Linked DNA regions of Rattus norvegicus: region 1 is linked to region 2. Evidence: chromatin contacts called from public Hi-C data. All regions are on one chromosome and are shown on one strand. Each heading gives the region's core, a stretch centred on a gene start, on an enhancer-like site or on the middle of the called end of the contact. The rest is flanking DNA. Distances are from core to core; before and after follow the strand shown.

The links. Hi-C and Micro-C count contacts between places; a contact is called where the count stands out from the background.
Region 1: a contact with region 2 is called in a Hi-C map of kidney, with 1.9 times the contacts expected there. The contact joins the enhancer-like site here to the promoter of Bbip1 in region 2. A contact is called at or near these places in 4 of 12 Hi-C or Micro-C datasets (Schwann cells, frontal cortex, kidney and 1 more).

Annotation. Positions count from the first base shown.
Region 1 is chr1:263,054,963-263,060,109 of GRCr8, forward strand. No RefSeq gene overlaps it. Among named protein-coding and RNA genes, the nearest start is that of Adra2a, 9.2 kb to the right of the region's middle. Within about 2 kb of position 1,694, at least 2 of the 93 cell types and tissues checked have an H3K27ac peak or open chromatin away from gene starts, as enhancers often do. A contact at or near this core is called in kidney, where this site is marked.
Region 2 is chr1:262,961,984-262,966,854 of GRCr8, forward strand. It overlaps Bbip1 (BBSome interacting protein 1), which reads right to left and starts at 2,427. Exons shown (of 4, transcript NM_001401715.1): 1 at 2,356-2,427; 2 at 1,702-1,795. It also overlaps a transcript of Shoc2 not described here.

The DNA of each region.
Region 1 (5,147 bases), core at 444-2,943, 92 kb after region 2:
TTATTACAATTTACTTGATAGAAACAGGAGTAAATGGTTCTTTTGGTTCTGTTTCAGAGAGATTGAAGTCGTGTGGTATGGCAGGCAGGGCAGACATGCTCTGTCTGGAAGTGGAGTGTGGTCATAGCGGACATGGAAGGAGAAAAAGCAGGCCAGAACTGGAGGTGCATGGCCTACTTCTGTCAGCCAGGCCTACCTTCCATGAGCTCATTTGCCTCCAAAATCGTGTCACCAGCTGGAGGGCCTGTGCAGTGGTGACTGACTGTCAGCCTTTAAAACACTGCAAATTACTTTGCATATAGGCAGGCTGCCTTCAAGTTTAGTGAGTTTCTTTGTACCTCATTATCTAATTGAATTTAATGGCTCTCTTTCACTGTTACTTGTTCATGAGGATTTTTTTGTTGCTGTGGATTTTGATAATTTGGATTATCAGAATTTCATTTTGTTCACAAACTTTTGACTGTGACTTAATTTTTTTCTAAAACATTAAAGAAAAACCCTGTTTAGGCTTTTTAAATATTTGTTGTGTGTTGAGTCATAAAATTAATTTCCCTGTTTTTAAGTTAATCTGACTGTATTACTTTCAAGATTTAATTTCTAGGGAAGGGAGTGGGTTGCGCACATCACATCACACATTGCTGAAATTAGAAGCAGCAACATCTGGCCCCTTAAGCAGTGTTGTTACTCCACTGTGTTTCCTCCCTCACTAAGTCATAACACCTGCCCAGCTCTGGCTGAGATCTGTTAAAGGGGTGGATGCTGATTTAAACAGTGGGGCCTGGTTAAGCTAACAGTGAGGGCTCATTGAGGCCCTCCAGCCTGCAAATGCATACACTAATGGTGAAGTTTCACACTTGTCCTTCTAAGCCAAAACAGTTCAGGTGCAGGACTGAAGCCTGCTATATCTGCAGCTGTGTGTGTGTGTGTGTGTGTGTGTGTGTGTGTGTGTTTTACTAGTTTTAATTTGGGAGATGACTTGAGGGGGTTGAAATTATCTCCTCTCTCAGGTAAATCTACTAGTTCAGAAGTACCTAGGACCGTGAAACTCGCAGTGCAGTCTTCTTTTTTCTGTCACATTGAACATAGGACTGAGGGACCACTCATATGGCTTCCTTTCTAGAGTTTCAGCTTTGGAAGAGGTTGTTTCAGAGCTGTGAGAACAACCTTAAAGGATGGGAGCTTCTGTGCAGTAGTTCTGAGTGACTGAAGGGAGTCTGGCAGAGTAAAGGAGTGGCAATGTTGTAGCCTGATTGCATTTTTTAGACCTGGAAGGAGTCTAAACATAATGACAGTTTGTAGGATGGTTAAGCAATTCTGTGTTTCTTTGTCCTCTTACATCCTAAGTTTGGAAAGTATATCTACATCCTTGGGGAATCTACGATATAGTTATTTTCTGTTGTACATCTTGAGAAGAGAGCATGGACAACCCACTTCCAGTTCCGCCTTTTTGCTTTCTGGTTGAAGATGTGATCTTTAGCTTTCTGATCCAGCTGTCTGCTGCCAAGCCTCTTCCTACCAGGAGGATGGACTCTGCCTCTGAAGCTGTGAGCCAAAATAAATCCTTCCGTCAGTCATCTTTGGCTGTGGTGTTTTCTTACAGCAAGGGAAAAGTAGCCAGTGTGTCCACTGTGCTGAAGCTGACCGGTGTTGGTCAGCCACATTGACAGAAGACTTGGAAGAAGGGAAGCCGCCACGAGCTCCAGTGATCCGTGACTGAGAGCTCTCAAAGATGAGCAAAAACAAGTTCAAGAAGTGGGTCAGGTCACGGTCAGTTCACCATTCACCCCTCTGTTAGAAATTACTTTTTGGACCCATGTAATCTTGAATTTCCTTTATAAACTTTGCGCTAAATGAAAATAAAAAGTACATACTTGTCAAAATGTTTGAAATGGTGAAAGCGGAGCCCAGAGGAGCACTGAGAACAGCTTGTGCTATATTAAAAAAAGAAAAAAAATAAGATCTAAAATAAAATGAAAATTTTAACCTAAAAAGAAACAACCTTTAAAAAGAGCAAATGTAGAACAATCCAAAGGAAAAAAAAGAGAGTAGACATCAGTGAAATATAAGACAAAAAGTCAGTAGAAAAAAATGAAAACAAGTTATTTGAAAATATTAGTAAACACATAAGCTTCTACTCATGCTTATGGCTTCTACTGCCTTACTAATTCTTGTTATCATAAATGAAGACAATGATGTCACAATAGTCCCTATGGAAAAAAGGTTAATAGATACTATGAAAACCTCTGTGCACCTAAACTTGATAGCTAAAACAAAATGGGCCAATTCTTTGAAAGATAAAATGTGCCAAATTTTACATGAGGAAAAAAAATTTCTATTTAAGAAACTGAACCTGTACTTATATTTAGTAGAATTAAACATTTCAAAAATATGTATCTTTAAATGGTTTATACAGGTAGTTTTCTACAATCCCTTCCAGAAAATAGAAGGGGGTGGGTGGGTTCGTTCTTTTTTTTCATTCTTTGGGGTCAGATTTATCCCAATACTAAGCCCAGATGAAGTCCTTAAGATGCCATACAAACATCTCTTCAGAACACCGATGCAAAGATTCTCGACCAAATATTAGCAAGTTCTATCTGATCATGCATAAAAAGTTATGCACAACCAAGTGCTGTGTATGCCAGGTACAGAAGACTCTGAAATTATGTATTATACCGCCAGGTTAAGGGGGAACATGTCACATGATTATATTAATCAACACAAACCCAAAACACTTGATAAGATGTTTTATCTCTGTGATAACTTTCAACAGCCCATTTCCAAAGGAGCAGTAATGATGACCTTTTCAGGTATACAGAAATATGATTGTCAGTATCATCTGCCTGCCTCCCTGCCTGTCTATCTGAATGACTATCTGTTTGCCTATCTGCCTGTGCTGTGCATCTAACAAATTCAAATCCTAAAACCTAGAATGAACTATATGCCCAAACATCAGATGTAAAAGTCCAAGCTCCTAGCTCTGTGTGGAGAGCAAGAGACCTAGATATCCAACACGACATTGAAAGACAAGCCAGAAAGGGGCGCTACAGAACCTGGGTCTGGCAGTCGAGTTTTAGGTATAATGCCAAAGGAAAGGTATTCATAAACTTAAGTGTCATTAATCTTTTTTTCTCTGCAAAGATAAGTGGAGTTCCTCCATCGTTTTCAGTTGCTCACACTACTTAAGTTGGGGGATGAAGGGTAAAGACCTCACACATGGGTTTCTTTAATTTTTGTCTTGTTAATCTGCCTACTAATGCTTACTTTCCAGGTTGTCGAGTTTGTGTTTTCTGGATGTTTTAGTTGTAATGTTTAGTTTTTCACTTGAATGTTTGGTGGCAGAGAGAGAAGTGGGGAGGGTCATTATGATAGATTTGCTTCATCAAATATCTGTCACAGGGGAAGGTATATCTTTTAAATTTTCTCTATTTTGTCTCATTTTCATGATTGGATAAAAAGTTGTTTTGAAATTTCATCTTAAGAGTACCATCATTGCTGGAAATCTACCCCCCCCCCTTTTTTCCCCTTCTGTTTTAGACAGGATTTCACTATCTAGACCAGGCTGGGTTTGAACTTAGAGTTGGGCCAGCCCTGTCATGGGAGTTCTAGGAATACATGTGTGTACATGTGTGTGCCCCACTACTCTTTGTGCTTCATAAAAGCTTGATTACATTTTGAGTATCCAAAAGAGTCCTCAGGATACACTGAATTATGCTTTGTGCATGATTTTCACCAACGGATCTTGACTCAATATAGTTTTACCACTAATTAAAGCTTTTGCATCATTTATTCCAGTCAAGTGTTTTGATGGAACAGAGTGGGAACCAAGTGGGAGAGTAAAGTGGGGAATAGCTATGTGGACTGTAGAGTCACTCAGTCTGAGGTGGAGAAAGGGGTCCACTACTCTGCCTCACAACTGTGAAACTGGACACAGAGCTGGGACAGACAGTGGTGGCTTCTCTCCAGACATGTTGAGAGCTGTTTGGCTCCTTATATTGATTAACCAGTGCTTTTGCTTCATCTTCTTTCCTTTGGGGAGGGAAGAAAGAAAGGAGAGAAAATAAGAACAAGAGAGCCAAGAGGATGACTCTGCCCTTTAGTGACGGAGAGTATGAAATGCTGCATCCGCCTTGCCCAAAGCCATCTGCCCCCTGGATGGGACCGGATCTCAATTCAGCCTTAATCAAGCCATTTACTGTTCTACTTCAAGTGGAATCAGTGCCAGTTGTGGGAGGAAACGCCTTGGAAATGTCTACGTCTTTCTCTAGCTTAGGTTTCCTCAGCTTTGACAGCTGGGTCCCCCTCCTCTCCTCTGCCTCCTCCCCCTGCAGTCTGGTCCACACCGGATTCTAGATCCAGGCACAACTGTCAACGTTTGAGTTGACTCCAAAAGAGGTGATTCCTAATTTCCATCTGTTACAGACTTTAGAGCATGGATGACCTGCTGTGAGGCTTTTCCTGCCAAGCCCAATGTCACTGTGTCTCTGGATTTCACCAGTGTTTGTATATCTCCTCTGGGGTAAGGAGCCCTGTGGTGCATCTCCTTCTCGATTGTGAACATCAACTCATTCACACACACACACCTTTACCTCTCGCACAAACGTTACACCAATGTACCCAAATGTGTTAAGCCCATTACCGCCACTTATTTTTGCTTTTACTTCCTATTTCTAAGTGCTGGCTTGGTTTATTAACAATTCATTGCTGAGACTGTCAGATCCTAGGATCTATTTGCATTGATACTCAGATTAATACGGGAGAAAGTGTTGCTAGACAAACAAGAAATAAGCAATGTATATTTTACATCCATTAAGCCAAACTCTAAGCTGACTATGTCCTGTGCATTCACACATTTAATCTCCACTTAAAAGCGTATGTGTGTTGTGTACAACTCTTTCCTGTTTTCCACATGTGGAAACTAGGGCCCAGCAAAGTCAAGTAAATGCAATTATCAAATGGCAGAAGCAGGGCGGGAACTTCTGCTTTGTCACTCCCAAGTCAAATTATCAATGGCTCTCTTGAAGTGCTTCTCAGGACCTTGCAGGCGGGGGTTCCTGAGCAAGAAAGAGTTGTGCTGTTGACTGAGGAGAATTGGGAAAGGCCATTTTAGTAACAGTCATAGCCAGTTTGCTATCCTCTCCTTTCTCTCC
Region 2 (4,871 bases), core at 1,177-3,676:
AGCTCTGCATTCTTGGGAGGGTTCCTCTTGTCATTATAAACCAAATCCCACAGTTCTCTCCACTGGGCAGAGCATGCTCCTAATGAGATGTTAAGTTTAAGCTTGGTTTTTAATAGGCAGTCCTTACTACCAGAAAGCTATTACAGAAACAACAGGACCAATGAGATCTTGCAGAAGAATTTCAAGGAGAAAATACCATTGCCTAGACTGGATTGTGGCCAGAGGGACAATAGTTACCTGGGTATCTGCTGAGATAACATCAAGATTCACATATTTGAATTACAGAGCTATACATCTTTCAACAGCAGTCTGCAGGGTGCCAGGACTTGAAACTCAAGAAACTATGCTGACATCAGCATACTTTACTGTAGATTTCATTGCATCAGCATAGGCAAAGTAGCCACATTTATCAAAGGGAGACAGTCTATATTGACAGCCTAGGGCACTTTAAATACTCTATACACACAGGCAAATTAAATGCCAAACTCTCAGCTTGACAATGGGATGGACTTTACTAGTAACACGAGGCAAAGGTATATGTAGTTGCATTTGAGAACCTAACTGGAAAAAGTTACACAGTTATGCACAAAAAAAAAAAAAAAGAATTAAAATTAATCAGGCCTCAAGTCTAACTTCTAATTGGTATGAAATAAAAAAAAGGGATCCCTTTTCAACAATACCTCTGGATTTCTTTGACTTTGTTAAAATGTCAGTGTCACAGAGAGGAAGATCGGGACAGCTATAAAATTCTGAAGTGGCAATGCCCATGTACAATACAAAACTTCTGAAGTATTTTGATTTGTATAGTCTCTGTATTTTATGTTACAAAATTGCTACTTTTCTTGGTTGTAATAATACTGTATTTTACTAATTTAAGATTTTCAAAATCTTAAATTAACGTTAGGGGGTCTAACTGCAGATCAATATATTATTTCTAAATAGTACTAAAGTAGGAATGTGAAGAGGAAAGAGGTGTATATATATCAGAATCTGAATAAGTATCCAACATAGGTAAATAGGTCTAAGGCTGTAAGTGCTCCCCGCCCTCCTGTTTTGAGATAGGATTTCACTCTGCATCCCTGTAGCTTTGAACATGAGATTCTCTTGTTTCAGCCCCTAAGTGCATCACACCATCACACCTGGCTTTTTTAGCTTTGTAATGTGTGCACGTTTTCTCTCTCTCTCTCTCTCTCTCTCTCTCTCTCTCTCTCTCTCTCTCTCACACACACACACACACACACACACACACACACACACACACACACACAGTCGGGAGGGTAATTATGTTGTAAAGACTTCAGAGGTCGACCCTAAGAAGCACTGAGTGCCAGGGACCATGCTCAATTCTGCTACTGAAGGACACTGCTAATAATTTAACCCTTTAGGAGAGCACTATTATGTGCGGAGCAGGTGAATCCCACACGGATCACGTTGTTCAGGCATAACACAGTCAACACAGCAAAAGGTCCTCAAGCAGCTGACCCATGAGATAGTGAGAAGGGTAAGGTTTCCTGTTGGAGAGATTGCGGTACACATCTCCAAGGATAACAGAATAACTGACACAAGTCACAAAAGGTGACAGCCGACTTCAACGATTAACCTCAGCAGAAACAAGACTACTTCATTGTTTGCTGGAACACTGGTGGAGAAGGCAGATTCGCACTTTTTCGATTGGTTAGGCAGAAGCATATTTTAATTTACCTGAAAATTGTTATCTTTTTCTTGCAGCTTTAGGAATCTGATCTGTAGTTATCAGAACGGTTGACTTCTTGACTCAAAATGCCCACAGAAGGAACTACAAGAGACAATATCTTGGAGACACATAAAGCATTTTAAGTATTTTTAAATGTTCTTTAAAAGGATGGTCACAATCGTAGACACCCAGGACTAACTACTACAATACACCCTAACCCAGAACTCTAGTGAAAGCTTACAAAGTGCCCAGAATGGGAAGAAAAATCAGAAGATGAGGGCTGGCTCAGGGAAGTCATCTTTTTCTTTGATAGTTGGGGTGGAAACTGGTTCCTTTTGGTTCCCGAAATCTAGAGTTTCTAAAGGACAGGAGGTGAAAGGACCATACTCTAGAGGAACTCGCGGAGGTGTGTCGCGTGTCCCACAGTGCAGACCTAGGGTCTGCGGGTCCTCTGGTCTGGCCGGGGTGTGGGTCAGGCAGCCTCGCCCTACAGGGAACCTCAGAGGGGCGGAGGGAAGGCTGGCCACCGCCCCACCAGCCGGAAAGGAAACCTTCTGCCAGCGGAAGCGGCCCTGGGCCTTAGCTAGTAGTCTTCTCCGAGCTCCCTCCCTGCTGTTCATCCGGCCTGGCCGGCCCCGTGGTAAGGCGTCGGGAGCACTTACCTCACTCTTCAACTCTGGAAGAGGAGGTATCCCCTGGGGCGCAGGCTGGGGCGACTACTCCCACCTCCTGGCCATGACCCTACTAGGAAGTGCCAAGCGTAACTTCCGGCGCGAGGGAGTTTTGAAGCTCTAAACTGTAGTTCTAGGTAAGTGATCAGGCGGCTCAGTGAAGAGCCTGAAAAACCAAACCTGCAGTTCCTGGGCGCGAATTAACTCGTCCAGTGTGGACTATCTGTGCACATCTTGCGTAAGTATACTTACAGGTGCAGCCCTTTCCAGATGGCTCTGCTGTTGCCTGGGGCAACGGAGGGGACCGAATGCAGGAAAAGTATACGTCAAACGGGTGACAGGAAACGCCTCCTGCCATTATCAATTATGGCTGCCTGGGCTTCAACCGTAACTTCCGACTGGGAGTTGTTTCTCTACCCGGCTGGAGGCTTTCTCTGTGGCGGAGCTAGCCAGCGGCGCCCAGTGGGCGGGAGACCGCGCGCGGCCGCGGAGGAAAGGAAAAGGGCGGGGACAGGGAAGCTGGCACCAATGTCTCGCTCTGATTGGGCGACTCCATTTGCCATGGCTCCGCCCATTCCCTCCTCCCTAGCGAATGCCCAGGCTTGTTCAAGAGGGTCGGGGCGGGGCGATTGGAGCCAGAGTGTGTGGAGGGGCGGGGCGAGTGGGGGAGGGGCGGGGGGGCGGTGGCAGGGGAGCGTCGCTCGGGGAGCGGAGGACGAGGAGGAGGAAGGAGGTGAGCGGGGATGGTGGAGTCGGGGCTCCGGACGGCAGCCTGGGGCGGGAGCAGCACAGGGGCGCCCGTGGGCCAGTCCTCTGCCTTCCTGCCTGTCCGGGGACCTGGCCAGCCGTCGGTAAGGGGAGGCCCACAGGTCCTGACAGGCGCGAGCCGCGGGGGCCGGGGCGAGGCCTGAGGGGTCGGGGCCCTGGGAGGCGCCGCGGCTGCTTTCCGGGGTGCCACGGCCCGGGGCTCCGGGGCCTCGGAGCCGCTGCCCGCGCGGGGCCAGCGGGCGGGGCACCGGGAGCAACCGGCTGCCCCTGACAGCACCGGGCCGGGCCTACTGCGGAGCGGTCGGCTGGGACAGCGCCGGGGCGCGGGCGCGGGCCCGGGGCTGCCGGTCGGTCAGTCGCGCTCCGGTTGCTCCCGGCTCTCGGCGCCTCCGGGCCGGGACTGCGGGGCTGCCCGGGTCGTGCGGACGTTTGGCGCCGGGCGGGCGGGCGGACCGGCGGGCGGGCGGGCGGGCGCGGCCGTGGTTATGTGGGGCTATGAGGCTGTGGAGCTGTGGGGCTGTGGGGTGGGGTCGCTGCACCTCCTCCCCAAAGTCCTTGGCTCTGGGCGGTCTCCTCCCCACAGACCGACCCTGCGGGGAGATCGGCGGATCGGCGTTGGGTGTGTTGCGGAGTGAAAGGAGTTGTGGCCGCCGAGACCGCCCTGCTAAACACGCCTGATGGCAATCTCCGCGTCGGCTTTGAGGGCTAGAGGAAAAGTAGTGTAACTCCCCGCCCCCAGCTCGGAACGCAGGAGGCTGCAGGGCAAAACGATTTTCCCCCTAGCCCCTCGGTATCCATTGTTTTGTACCATCCCCTCCCCCATGCCTAGGTAGAAGAATAAGGACTCCAAAGCTGTAATTCGCCCGCCTCTCCCCACTCTTCCCCCCAACCCCCCAGTCCCTCTCAGCAGAGGTTTGGGTTAACTGTGCAAGTAGGGGTTTACAAACAGGTGGAACGCTTGTCTATTTGGGAATCGGAAAGATGATGTTTTTGGGGTGCGTTTTTCATCTGATTTCACCTTTACACTTGGGAGATTCGATTTTCTCCCCATCGGTTTGTAGCTTTATGAGGTGATGAAAATAAAAGAGGAAACCCTGTTTTGCGACCTATCCCCTCAAGTGTTTCTGAGGGCTCTGGGGAAGTAAAAATTAGCTTACAACTGTGGACTGTTTGGTATATTGGTCTCCAGCAGGATGCTGAGTCTGGGAGCTTACCCCTGTGTAATCTTGTACACTCTTTGTAGATGTCAGAAGTTCTAGCATCTACCGGAAGGATTGCCGAGTCAAAAACTTTGCTGTTTTTCAGAATCGAAGGGTGGACTTGTGCAAGCAAGCGTTTTTGTGTTTAAGTCATCAGCACTGACAAAGATGTTTGGTTTTAAAGACCTACATTTATTAGTGCACTCCTCGTTCCTTTAGTCACCCATCGTTGGCATGGTCTTTGTAACTGTTCTTTGTTATATATTTGAAGAAACTTAAAGGTTTAGCTATTCACAATGTGTAATATTCAATAAGTCTACAAATTAAGTTCCAACTATGTTTGAATTCTTCAAATGTTTTATTTTTCATATGAGAGTTAAAGATTATAGAAATAAATTACCTAAATACTTAAATCATTCACCACAATGGAGCTTAGGCTGAATACTTAAAAACTTTTTAAGTATGAAGTCTTTTAAACTTACTGAGACTCAAAGTATTTTTATTTTAGATTGAGTGTGCAAAGTAAAATAAAGGGTTTTG